2 separate regions of the Anas platyrhynchos genome follow, and region 2 is linked to region 1. Evidence: chromatin contacts called from public Hi-C data. All regions are on one chromosome and are shown on one strand. Each heading gives the region's core, a stretch centred on a gene start, on an enhancer-like site or on the middle of the called end of the contact. The rest is flanking DNA. Distances are from core to core; before and after follow the strand shown.

Evidence for each region. A called contact is a pair of places that touch in the nucleus more often than the background predicts.
Region 2: a contact with region 1 is called in a Hi-C map of liver, with 2.2 times the contacts expected there. The contact joins the enhancer-like site here to the promoter of CTHRC1 in region 1. A contact is called at or near these places in 3 of 8 Hi-C or Micro-C datasets (F1 follicle, liver and subcutaneous adipose tissue).

What each region holds. Positions count from the first base shown.
Region 1 is chr2:21,053,006-21,060,021 of IASCAAS_PekinDuck_T2T, reverse strand. CTHRC1 (collagen triple helix repeat containing 1) reads left to right here and starts at 4,100. Exons shown (of 4, transcript XM_027452567.3): 1 at 4,100-4,375; 2 at 6,648-6,869. The coding sequence starts at 4,130.
Region 2 is chr2:21,138,685-21,145,804 of IASCAAS_PekinDuck_T2T, reverse strand. No RefSeq gene overlaps it. Among named protein-coding and RNA genes, the nearest start is that of BAALC, 9.3 kb to the right of the region's middle. Within about 2 kb of position 3,809, at least 4 of the 8 cell types and tissues checked have an H3K27ac peak or open chromatin away from gene starts, as enhancers often do.

The DNA of each region.
Region 1 (7,016 bases), core at 2,851-5,350:
TTCAGACTCCTTCAGAGTCAGAAAGCTTCACCCAGTGAGCAAGTGGAAACAAGTCTTTGTATGGGCTTTTCATCATAATGTTTATATGATGGATAAGTTTGGATGGCCTGATTTATCCTTTATCAGCGAGGCACTCAGTTCTCCCTGGGAGATCAGTTGAAGTTTATCTATTTCTGTCTGACAATGTATTTAGTTTAATACATTCAATGCTTAAATTATTACTATAAAAGTAACAGCTAGAGGGAAAAGCAAACGTAAATCAGTTGGCTACTTGGAGGAAAAAAAAAAATTGATCTGCTAATAGCTCCAGCAGTTTCCCAAAGGACAAGCTTTCTGTAAGACATGCTCTGATATCTGACATATGTCCCGCTCTTCTTGGTGAAAGTATTAAAGGTTTATCTTGATAGAAAACTTAATTAATCTGAGTAGTAGAGAGTAAAGAGTAGTAATCTGTGTAGTAAAGAGCAAATCATCTCTCTAGCATTTTCTATTGTGCAAGAATACAGTATTTCTTATGTGAAATAAGTGTTTATTCAGAAGACTGATCCAAGTGAAGAATGAATGACTAACTAACTGCATGATTTTTATCTCACACTCAAAAAATTCCTTCCTCCTGTATATGGACATGGGATTTTCCTTCAGTGGGCAAACCTCTTAAAGGTTAGTGTATGCTTTCATGACAGTTACTTGCCTCTTGTTTTGATGAATGCTGTCATTTTGCTCAAACATCTGCCTTCTTCTTTTTGGTTGTTAATCGGATGATCAATTTATTTTATTTTATTTTATTTTATTTTATTTTATTTTATTTTATTTTATTTTATTTTATTTTATTTTATTTTATTTTATTTTATTTTATTTTATTTTATTTTATTTTATTTTCATAGTGAAATGTTAGCATAATTTGACTTTTACCTGGAGGTAGGGAATCCCAGAAAGTAAAATATTGATGTGACTTACACTTTTAAGCTTTTTGCAGAGACTGAACTAGGACATTACTGAGTATTATAATCCAATAATAAAAAAAAAATAATAAAAAAACTTCCTCAAATAATTTTTTAAGATTCCAGTGTTAATATGCATACCTGTAAAGTACTACTGTGACTACAATGCCACACTCACTGCATTTATTCAGAAGCTACTTGAAGATTTTTTAAATAAGCATATCTGTGCTAGTAAAAGAACAAAGTAGAGGGGAAGGAGTTTTGGATTATGGTGAAGTATTAAACACACTATATAAATAAAATGTATAAATTAAAAGGTGTTAAAAGGGATCGAGGAACTGATCCCATTGATTTTATGCAGTTCCAAAGTTGTGTGGGTTTTTTGGTAGAATATGAGATATGTATTTCTTAGACCTGCCATAATTTTTCCTGAGAGCTCTTACTTTGGCTTTCTGCAGCAGCACAGATGGCTCTTTGTTTCCTCCATCAGACAGCCAGGCTGCACAGAGCCACTCGAGGAATACAGCAGCCTTCTCTGAGCTCAGCCTCTCATGCTGCCTTCCAGCTTTCCCCAAAATATCCGTAAGAAAGTTAACAAGAGCTAAATTATGAACTCCGCAATTAAAGGCACCAAAGGTAGATCAGCAAAGGTACTGGGTGTTGCAGTGGTGAGCACAGCACTGTTAACCCCGTGTGCTTTGCTGCTGAGCCCATGACACACACAAGCTCCCCACAGCAGCACGCAGCCAGGACTGCCACTCAGCGCCAGAATCCCCAGGCACAGCAGAGCGGGGACACTTAGGAAGCAGTAAGAGTTAAAGGCAGATGAAAGGTCCAGGACTTGGCACTTCCCACACTGGGCCCCTTTTGGCTCCAGATCCTCATCATTGAATTAATATTTAGACACCTAAGCCTGGCTTTCCTGGTTGTGAAAAGCCAGAAGTAACGTAGTTCCTATCTGAGAAGAAACCATGTCTGAATGATAAAGCTTCTCCTCCCTGTGTAAGGAGGTGATCTGTTCTTCCAAATCTGTTTGGGGCTCTTCCACCAGATTTGGGTTTATTTCACCAGACTTGGAACCTGGTCTGTCAGTCCCAACCTCTGCACTAGCCATAGGCAATGGGTTTCCATTAGAAAATGCTCTTATTTTTTCCTACTGCAGTTGCAGTTGAAGAGGAATGAATGAGCGCCATTTATTTACTGGTTCAATAAAATAAATAAATAAATAAATAAAAATCATGACTAACAGTATTTATAAAGTCAAAGAGTGTGCAAGAAAAGCAGAGCCCCAGCAACACAATGGGCAGGCCCTTGAATTTAAGCCTTTTATAGGTGGGGTGAGTGGAAACACTGGTGTGTATGAGCACATCTTTCTCTCCAAACTCTGTGGCTGTTTTTTGGGGTGCTGAGAGGCTATGAGAGGAGGGGAAAACAGTGCCAGTTGCAGCAGGGAGACTGCACGCATGGCACCAACCTAGTGTCGTGAGCATCTGCTACGTGCCGTGCACCAACAGTGTCACAGTGAGCACACCTGGGTTGTACAGCCTGCTTGTGTAGAAGATTTTAGTGATATTTAAATAGTGGATGCATGTATCTCCATTGGCAAGACTGCATATAAAAAATAAATGCTCCATATGGCTAAATAGGTAAGATGAAGGAATCACTGGTTGACACAAGATGGATCCTTGCTTAAAGATGGTCAGGCAAGTTTAATTACAACAGCCCCAGTTGCCCTGGAAATATCTAAGGCAAAGCAGATCAGTATTACTGATTCAATTTGAGGTTTTCTCCAACATTCAGGGAAATTCACAAATTTCGCATTTGAAAGCTTCTAGCCTAGACCTAAACTCTAAGGGTGAGCAAACCTAGCTGGGAAAATGCATACAGATGCATGTGCACATTTTGATACCTAAAATAATAAGCATGGTATTATGAAGGTCTGCAGCACTGCTGTGCTGCGCACTTCATCTGTAGCACACCTCATGAAGAAATACCCTCGGTGATACAAAAGTTCAGCAGTCTGGGAAGGGTCCGTGCTGATGCTGGGGATCCCCAGACACCTGGGCAATGATGCCCCGCTTGTGCAAACAGGTGAGTTGCAGAACAGTCACACGTTACCACCTTCACAGCAGCGCCACCGACCTGGCAAACCGAAGGTTTACCAGCAGTGTCCTGCCGTTGCGCAAGAAATGTTCTGCACGTGCATGTTCATGGTTATTCACTGGGGCTGTTGCTGTAATTAAGCACGTACATCATTCCTTAAATCTTCCCACCTGGCTTAGGGCAGCATTGTGATTGAGGGTGTACCTCCAGCTGTACCTCAGACATAGCCAGTGTCAGTCCCAGCGTTTGGGCCACTTGGGAACAGTGCAGCTTGGGGTCTGCATCTCAGCCTCCTGCTGATGCCTGGAGTGGAAAGAATCACAGAATGGTTTGGGTTCGAAGGGACCTTAAAGATCATCTGATTCCATCCCCCTGCCATGGGCAGGGACACCTCCCACCAGCCCAGGCTGCCCAAAGCCCCATCCAGCCTGGCCTTGAGCACCTCCAGGGATGGGGCATCCACAGCTTCTCTGGGCAGCCTGTGCCAGGGCCTCACCACCCTCTAGGTGGAGAATTTCCTCATAAACTCTAATGTAAATCTCCCTTCTTTTAGTTCAAAATGGAGATACCTGCTTGTTAGAGACAGGCACGTGAAGTGCTGCCGTGGAAGGGGGCTTTATGTACACAGGGCTCTGGTTGTACAGCGTGAAAGAGCGGATGGCTCAGCGCCTCGTAACGTGCATTCCTGCAGCAGAAATGTGCGGTTTTGATAAATACTTCACAAAACAATGTATTGAGGCGTATCTCCCCCTTCTGGAAGCCGCCTCTGCGAGCCCCAGAGGCTGCAACACACCCGTTACCCATCGAGGTGCTGCCACTCGTAACGCTACCGGGCATACATTATAGCCTGTATAACTCAGCGTACAGCCCGTATACCGCTACCACCAAGAAAAGAAGCGTTATTTTACACACAAACCAACATTTTATTGTGTCAAATCGACCGGGCTCAGCCGGGCGGGTGGTTAAAGCCTTCAGGTGGCGGTGCCCGGCAGGGTTTGGTGCCACCCCCCCCCCTACTCCCCCTGCAGCCCTCGGGTGCCCGGAGCGGGGCTTGAGGGGGGCGGGAGCCCCCCGGCCCCTTGCCAATGGCTGCCGGGGGCCGGCGCTGCCTTGGCCGCTCCCGCCCGGTTCCCGGCCTCCCCGGGGAGGGAGCTGGGGCTGGGAGCCGTGAAAAGCTCCATTTATCCCCTGCCCGCCTCCCTCTCGCCATGCTCCGCGCCCCGCTGCTGCTCCTGGCGCTGCTGCTGGGCTCGGGTCCCCCCCCCGGCGGCTCCGAGCCCCCCCGGGGCAAGCAGAAGGCGCTGAGGCAGCGGGAGGTGGCGGCCGAGACGGTGAGGGGGGCAAAATGGCGGGGCCGGGGGCCTGAGGGGGCGAGGGGCGGGGGGGCGCTGAGGGAAGGAGAGCGGCTGGGTCGGGCCGGGGGAGCCCTTCGTGGGGGCTTTTTGTGGAGGGGAGGCTAAGGGGGGCTTTCTGTGGAGAGGCTGAGGATAAGGGGGGCTGCCCCGCAGGAATAAAGGGTGCGCGGTGAGCTGGGAAAGGGGCGAGCTCTGTGGAGCCGTGTAATGGCAGCGGTGGTCGCCGAGAGGAGAGGCTGCAGAGTGAGTGGTGGGCGACAGGAGCTGGCAGAAGGCGAAGAGCTGCCCTTCTGCAGCCACCGGGTACCGGGAAACCTGTGTCTGGACGTGTACTCATCCCGCTTTCTCTGGAGCCTCTTGCGTGCCTCTGTGATCCCTCTGCAACCAGAAAGCCGAGTGTGTGCTGGGACTCTCCCGTCTCGGGTATAGAGAGAAAGGAGAGAGACTTTACAGTGCCTGGAATGCAAAAAGCAGATGTGAAGCGATTTCCGTGAGCCGCTGGGCTGCCGTTCGCCTCCTGGAGAAAACCCACAACTTCACGTTTCTTCCAGATCACCTCACGTTTCTCCAGCAAGACCCCAAGGGCGACGTGCCGAAACACCACCAGGAGTAAAGCTGCTTCCCTTGCACGCCGTCACCCCTTCATTTTCTTGCGTGAAGAACGAGGAATGTGCACACGTGGAGGAGCTCGGGGTCTGTGCCTGAGCGGCTTTAGGGCCGCTCATTTGGGGCATTTCTCTTGCTTCCAGCTTTCGGGCACAGCAGACAGAGCAGCACAGCACGGGTGGGAGCTTCAGCACCAGCTCCACGCCGAGCGCCTCAGGAGCAGGATGAAGGCAGGAGTGAGATGGGAGCTGCTGCTCCTGCGGGCGTTTTCTTTTTAATAGATGCTTTATGCACTCAGGAAAGCATGAGCAATACTCGATTTGGCAAGCGCAGGCGGATCTGGTTGGACTGGAGACCAAAGCCGAGGCAATTCCTTTTGCTCACATCATATATTTTTTTTTTCCTCAAGATGCTCTCGCTGTGAAGATTGACGGCTCCATCCCGGCCTCTGAGCCGGGCCTGCCCCCTCGTGGGAGAACGGCAGCAAGAGCAGCAAGCCCAGGCTGTATGAAACGGGAATGCCTTTGCCTAATCCTCGTGATCCTTAGGCTGACACGTACTTTGCCCAGCCATCTGCCTTTTTGTTGAATGCCACCTTCATGATTCAGTCATCGTGCTGCTCCACTGCTGTTCGCAAGCACTGCGTCCTTTGGTGACAGCACTGAGGAAATCCCAGTGCTCGTTACTCTAGGGCTCATCTTTCTCCTTACTTCAGCCCCTCCTGTACCTTCTGATTGTATACACGGAGTGACTGCAGCCAAGCCTGTGATGTCATTCATGCACAGTCCATGCATTTCACCAAAGCACAGAAAAAAAATCAGTAAACTGTAGAAGAGCAAAGCTCCCCAAGAGGCAAAGGAGAAGGGATGGGGAGCATGAGTTTCCTGTGGGGCTGACAGCTTGCAGGAGGGGCACAGTGCTATGACCTACTCCTTCTCTAGGGGGCTAAAAGGGGCTGAACAGGCATCAGTACTATATGGGGCAGAGCCGACCAGGGAGGGAAAGCTGCCCCGTGCTGCGTTAACAGCCTGCCCAAGCAGGGTGAAGCCAAATCTCTAAAGGTATGAAGGCAACGTGTGCTAGTATGCAGCCTGGGACAGCAGCATTTGCCTTTTCCAATATCATAATGTTGAGGGATTGTGAGCATGCCACCATTTCGTGCATGTGCTTCCACTGCTGTGCATGGGAAGCTGGAGATCAGGTTTTGGCAGCGTGCAGCTGCCCAAACCCATGCCATCACCAACGTGCTTCTTGTTGCATGTGGTGCGGAGCAGAGCAACGACTAGCAGGGCTCTTACAACTCAGCTGATTTTTTTCGTTTCTGCATTTGAATGTTTTCAACCTTCTGATGTTTTTCTATCAGGGTTTTTAATCCTTCGACTAGGATGATTTCTATTTTTAAGTTTGATTATCATTTCATAAAATAATTGGAGTCTTAATTTACAGCAAATTCTGCTGACATTGCTTATCTTTTTAAATTTCATTTTTTCTGCCTTTTCATCTCCTGGAACCATTTTCTTGATGATCCAGAAATAACCCATTAGCTTGTCACAAGGTATTTTGAATTTTCGTTGTTGTTTGATTAACTTGGTTATGCTCTGAGTTAATGGATGGTGTCAGCAAGCTCTGCTCTGTCTTTCAGTACAATGGCATGTGCTTACAAGGCCCCAGCGGTGTTCCTGGACGGGATGGAAACCCAGGAACCAACGGGATCCCTGGGACACCGGGAATCCCAGGACGGGATGGACTGAAGGGAGAAAAGGGAGAGTGCATGCGAGAGAGCGTCGAGGAGTCCTGGACACCCAACTTCAAGCAGTGTTCGTGGAGCGCACTTAATTATGGCATAGATCTTGGGAAAATAGCAGTAAGTTAACATTACTTTGCCAACTCAGGCAGTACCACAGCAGTTTTAAAGTCTGACATTATGAGCAACGTAGCACAAATAGTACAGGTTTCCTGTTGGAGCCTTTTTCGACACGTAAGGGCGAACTTCCCAGAGGTTATTTCAGAT
Region 2 (7,120 bases), core at 2,560-5,059, 86 kb before region 1:
TTTGCAGTGTTACGCTGCGCAGCTTTAAGATGAGGCTTTCTTTAGTGTTGTCGTTGCTTCTAAACTCTTTTTGAAACTATTTAAATTTGTGGGTTTTCTCCATGTGTTTATGATGAATCACACACAGAGAATGAAATAAAGGTGATGATACCACTCTGCCACACGCAAACCCAGCCACACACCGAACGCACGGGTGTTATATCGCTAATAAATCTCTGCTCAATGACAGCAGATTTGGGCTCATCACCTTGCCTCAACCATCAGGAATGCAAACAGTAAACAACAACCAAGCCCATGCCAGCTATCAAACTGAAATCTCTCAGGGTCCAGGTGAATCATACTGTTCTCTTCACACAGATGTGGTACAACAAACCCGTGGTGCATGGTAAGGGCTCCCAGGTGCAGGGTAAAACTGCTAATAAATCATCCATGCGCTGAAGCAATTGTCAATGACAGGCTTAACTGAGGAGTGAGGCGATGCCCTATGGTGCTGTTTTCCTCTGCAGCGCAGCATCTTCTAGAAACAACAGCTGAGCAATTCCAAAATTTCAGGGAATGTTCTCGGTGTGAATGGGTGGCATTTGCCTAAGTTAGGTGACATTGGGCAAAGAATGATTTTTCACTGAAGTAACCACTTAGTCTGTCACATCAGCGCATCAGGGCAACCTCACGATTATATCCGAGAGATTTTCTATAGGTATGCATGGACGAGCTCCTCCTCCATTTCCTGGGCTTTGGATCCTTTCTCACCACTGGGCAATACTTGCACACATGAACATCAGCATGCATCTGTACAAACCTCTGTTTTTGTTTTTTTTTTTTTTCTTTTCCTGAAAATAGAAAAAAAATCTTCTGTTAACAGGGACAGAACTGACTTTACTAACCTCCTCTCAAAGCCTTACTGAATTAATTTGAGCAGGACTCCTGATGTTTTTGCATGAGGATCTTCACTGCCAGAAATCACCAGAGCTTAATTTCCTTTCTCTCTGGCCTGTAGGTCTGGGTCTGATCAGACTCCACAGATGTGTTGTGTTTTTCTTCATGCACTAAGCTGGTATCCAAGAAGATCAGACTTAATTTATTTTAATCTGCAGTCCTTGATGCCCTCTAGAGTGAAGAGCTCCAGTCTGGTGAGTTCACCTCATGAACCAGGGGAGAAGACCAGCAGGAGACCCGAAGTGTGCTGAAGAAGACGGATAAATAAAGCTCATCTTATGTTGAGAGAACTTCTCTTTTTGTACATCAGCAACCCAAACATCTTCCCCTTTGAAAGTATCAACAGTAAATTCAGGTAGTTCTTAGGAGAAGGCGATTTTCAAAGCTGTTGGTCTTTTATGTAATATTTATGCCATATTCATTCATGACTAGAAGTTTCACTTAATAAACGCTGGAGAGTGAGTAGCCTTTAAGGCCCAACAGGACCATTGTGCTAACAAAACCCACAAAATTTCCACATATAGTTTCTATAACTGGCTTGAAATGAACTGGCTTGCTGAACTAGTGCCCATTTGCTGGTAAAAAATGTAGTTTTAAACAGCCAAATAACACTTCAGTAAATCCTAACTCTACTGAAATTACTTCAGTGCCTTCCTCTCTGTTTAAAAATAAAAGCATGCCTCAACTGCTCTAAGTTAGCAAATATTTTTAGCCATTTGTGATCAGCTGTATTCTAGTAAAACAACTTTTTCCCATGTTGATAACAGGTATGATTAGCCTGATAAAATGCAAATTCTTATACAATGAGTAGATCCTCCAATTTGTGCTTTCAAAGGAGTCATAATGTTGTAGGTAGATATCATTCAAAATATCTTACACTGAAATCTGGTAACTGCTTAAATATAACAACAACAACAACAACAACAATAATAATAAAGCAGACATTTCAGCTCATCATTCAGCCATTCAGGAAAATAATAATAAAGTTGTATATCATTGTTTTCAAACTTAGGATAATTTATAACATTAATAAAAAGTTGGAATTATTATTTGCAACCAAATCTTTGCTGAACGTGTCAGTGCTGACTAGGAAATGATATCCTGAAAGTAATTCAGCTGGGGACAGGGCACAGCTTTCTGGCTGATGAGAAGCTCTTTCATAGTCTTGTCTTTGGTAAGTTGTAATTACGAACTGCTGTTTAAAAAGAAAATAAAAGTAAGGCATGAAATCAGAGTAGGAAAGCCTGTCTTTCACCTGCAAACAATTCCTAGAGAAAGGTAAATTTTTGAGATTTTTATAATGATGTATTGCTTTGTGTGGATCCAAAGGTCAAAGAGTTACTTAAGAAGATAAAGAAAAAAATTCTGGCAGCTAAAAACCAACATGGACTTAGGTACTAGTAAAGGGAAAGTGATGCCTGGAAATTGTCTAATAAAGAACATGGAAAATCTTGGAAGAGTGGGATACACCTGTGAAATACGACATTTCAATGTGCATGGCCTCAATTACAGGACACGTGAGTGAAACTTCTCTTGAAGACCTTTTCTTTGTGCTTCAGGTCTTTGGACAGAGCCAGACCTGAGAACTCTCAATATAAATTACCGGCAATGGAGAAAACAAGTGAAGTCAAATTTTAAGCACAGCCAGGGAGCTCTGGCACCTCTGGAGCAGGGCAGACAGAGAGACCAAGGTGCAGCGGCTTCTGCAGGGAGTGGTGTTCCCCAGCTCCATGTGCCCATGCTTAGCTCAGGACCAGGTGGCCAAGGGGGACACGCTGCCCCGTGGGTGACGGCAGCCCCCTCTCCTGAGCACGGGTCACCTGCTGCTCCACACAGGAAATTACTTCTTGTCCCTGTGCAGAGACAGGAAAGCTGTCAGTAATTCTCCTGTGTGTTTTGAGAATTTTTGATAGATCATTTATTTATTTATTGCTTTATTTTACTTTTATATGCTGTATTTACTTGGGCAGCAATCCAACTCTAGAATATTTCCTCTTTATGGGTTTGAGAAATAAGGTACAGAGCCAGAAATCCAAATTTCCAGAGATGTTCCAATTTGTAAACCAATTTAATTTAAGCCCAAATACTCAAATGTATTTAAATGTCGCTTGCATTTATACACAAAGTATGGCAGAGCAGAGAACCAGGAAACTAATAATTTAATCAACTTCCTCAAACAAATAAGAATGCAATTAATTATTTAATATTATTAACAGGCCCAAATCACTTATGCTCCCACAGCTCTGGGATGCAGCACTGCCACTAGCCAGTAGCTGACTGCTCTGAACCAGATTCTTCCTCCCAAATCCAGCTGACTTCCCAGAGCAGTTTGTTTGCCCATGGGTGCTATAAGCAGTAGCGAATTCAAGCTGAGACCAGTGAGTCTGTCTGGTTCTTCTGCTAGATTAAACCACCCCTGAATCATCGCCGTTTACAGACTGGCAAAGGAAGATCAGTGCTCAGTTACGTGAGTTCAGCAGATGAGTCAATGCTTTAAGATACCTGTAGATGGACCTAGAAGAGGCAACGGATCTTAGCTGAAGAAGAAAACCTCCTTCATGAGAAAAGGGCTCAGTCATTCAATGAAAAGGGAAAATACTGCCCTTAAAGTTCTGCATTTCTGCACCCCCTGTAAGTGACAGAAACTCAGTTCTGCCAAACGAATTGAAAACGGAGAGGCAGAGCCTCCAGCCCTGTGCCACCTCTGGTAGAAAAGCACGTAGCTGTATTGTTGTCATCCAGAGAAGGATCCGGAGGAGGAAACGAATAATCTGCTGAGACGGGAGTGGATAACGGAGATGCATTTGGAGCTGATGTAAATCCTGTTGGGTGACGTTCTGGTGAGTCACTGCAGTGGGTGGAAGTGATTCCACATAATAGCGGTATCATCTGCCTTCTCCCATTGCACTGACACACGCCGCACACACAGGCACTGTGCAGCAACCAGTGACTCAGACGCTGTGTACCAACCTGAAATGGCTGAGACCTCACAATATTTACAGTTGCATTTCACACTTTTGTGTAAAAAGCGGTGTGCAGTGGGCACGGCTGGCCTGGACTGTTCTTCCTTTCGCCCCTTGGGACTGACTGCATCGTACCTAAGGGTGAAAACTTCCAGGGAGTCTCAGGGAGAAGATGCTGTAGGCCAAAGAGAGTTTAGGCAGAGTGAAAGAGGAAATGAGCAACTAAACAGGCCCTTTCCTAATTAGAGTTTTAAAAGAATGAGATTAAATGCAGGGTAATTGTACTCAGGTAGGTTTTCATTTCCATTTAAAAATATCTCAGCAGAAGCACTGGAGCTAAAAGGAAGACATACAACAGGAGACGATTTAGTTAAGTTGTGCTAAAGCTTAGCAATAGTCAAAAGTGCTTATTGAACGGGGATAATCTCTCTTGTTGTTTTAAGGAGCCTCTTGCGTGGGCTCCTCTCCACGGGCTGCAGCTCCAGCCCGGGGCCTGCTCCTGCAGGGGCTCTCCATGGGCCGCAGCCTCCTCCAGGCCACATCCACCTGCTCCACCGGGGGCTCCTCCACCCATGGGGGGGCTGCAGCGTGGAGATCTGCTCCATGTGGGACCCCTGGGCTGCAGGGGGACAGCCTGCTGCACCAGGGGCCTCTCCACAGGCCGCAGGGGAACTGCTGCTGCCTGCCTGGAGCACCTCGTGCCCTCCTGCTGCACCCACCTGGGGGCTGCAGGGCTGCTTCTCACTCCTCTCTCTCCCAGCTTCTGTTGAGCAGCAGATTTTTTCTCCATTTCTTAAATCTGCTCTCCCAGAGGCACAAACAACATCGCTTATTGTCTCGGCTCTGGCCAGCAGCAGGTCCCTTCGGAGCCAGCTGAAACTGGCCCTTATCTAAAAAGGGGCAGCTGCTGGGTTCTTCTCACAGAGGCCACCCCTGCAGCTCCCTGCTACCAAAACCTTGCCACATAAACCCAAATACATTCCCCCACTTATACAGCTCTCCTAGTGTAGCACACAGCCAGTGGAGTGTATGCCTACCTCCTTATTAATTACAAGTAGATTTTACTGTGCTGTTGCTTTAGGCTGTTATAGCATCTAGCCTATAACAAAACAAATGAATTACCTATAAGCAATAAAAACGTAGCAGCACATGCTTAATCTTATAGTATATTCAGGTAGGAGAATGCATGCAAAGGAAAAAGTTTAAGCTATATTAATTAAGATTTAGGTATTAAGGCCATAAAACTCCAGATTCACTCTGACTAGAATGCCTTTAGTGATAAATTCCCAGCCAGGATGCTATTCAGTTCCATGAAATACTGACTTCATAACCATGTTTGAAGATTTACCTTCTTAATTAGGGACAAAGGGTAGTCTTGGAACAGAGCACAGAGTAAACAGATTTTATGGGGAGGAGCTGTGCAAGGACTTGGCTAGGGGGAATAAATCCACCGCCATGCAGTGCTGCCTGTGGTCTGATGTCTCCAGCGTCACCACGGCTGGTACCCAGGTATCTGCAGGTGCCAGTGGCTGGTTTATGCCCTGCTAGTGACAAATTCAATGTCCCTCTCCTCTGTGACTGCCACCACAAATGCCCTGTGTGAGCAATTTGAAGCCCCCCTCTGCGTTATCCTGGCTGCACCTGTGGAGACTTTATCTACTGCACTCAGGCTCTTTGGATGATTGATGTTTAAACAGCCTCACATGAAGCATGGTGTACAGCTGACAAATTCAGCTCCAGAAAATAATTTCATGTCATTGTCTTCAGTTTATTTTGACAGGTCTGGGACACCCAAAGAGGCCAGAGGAAGATTATCTACCATCTTCCAAAGGGAGATCTCAGCTTGCCTGCTGCTACATGGCATTATCTTGCAGGATTTGCATCCACTGTTGGTTCTGATGCCCTTCAAACACTGCACTGAAGGGAATGGCTCTGCAAACAACCAGCAGCTCTCAGAGTTACAAAGTAATATGTCCTAACATGCAGGAAAGTGTTGAACATGTTTTCCCCAATGGCAAATACGTCTAGCATATAGGGAGTACTCTCTCTATATAGAATCATAGAATCATTTAGTTTAAAAAAGACCCTTAATATTATCAAGTCCAACCATCTCCTAACACTTCCAAGTTTATCACTAAACCATGTCCCTAAGTGCCACATCCACACATCTTGTAAATACCTGAACGGATGGTGACTCAACCACATTCCTCGGCAGCCCATTTCAATGCCTAACCACCCTTTCCATGAAGAAATGAATCCTGATATCTAATCTAAGCTTCCCTTGGTGCAACTTGAGGCCGTTTCTTTGTGTCCTTGATATCTAGCACCCCTCTTTCAGAAAACCCTGTTTCCATTGTCATCCAACTGTACAACTTGCTGTGCTCAGTTTTTTCAATCCACTTGCTGTGCTTGAATGCTATCGGACCAAGCTCATGCAGCACCAGGTGATGCCACCTTCCAAATGCAGACAAAGGTACAAAACCATATTTCCTAAATCAAGGAAACTTTAAAATATTTAAATTCCCAACTTTTCAGAAGACAGATGGAGGCAAAAGTAAAATCTCATCTTTCCACATACCAATGCTGAAGCTTGCACGCAGCACACAGGAAAAGCAAAGTGGATGAGCAGGCAAGTCTGGCCCAATGTTTGCATTCATGAAGAGTCAGTAACACAGCAGGCAGAATGCTTGGATGCCTGCTGGGTAACAGCTCTACATGTCCTGCTGGGAAAGCCAATACACCCACGTGGTGCTTGGCCTCCTGCTTGTGTGCTGTGGCCAGTGGGAAAGGCAAGCTGTGGTAGGCAGTGCCAGGAGATCCCAGCAGCGAGAAGTGCAGGGCAGGGGCAAAGCTCTGTGGGTTTCCCTTATGGGAAGTTCATGTGACTGAAATTTCCACGACAGTTCACCAACTTGGGAAATCTAAGTGCTGCTTGGGCATGAGGAAGCTGGAAAACTAGTCTTTGGGGGGTTTTAATCCAATTTGACATTAAATTGGTAGGCTCAGATGTGGGAATTCGAAGACTCTTCCTATCTGGGTATTGGGATTTGAGGTTTTGTTTCAGAGTCATCTTTAAAAATTAAAAGAATTGGAAGGGCAGGTTAATTAACCTTTTCCTGGTTATGAGCTGTTTGGAGACATCTCTCCGAACCTTCAGATGTAGCTAATATTAAATATCACATTTTCAGTAAGCTGTGAATAATAAATTGAAAACTGCTTTG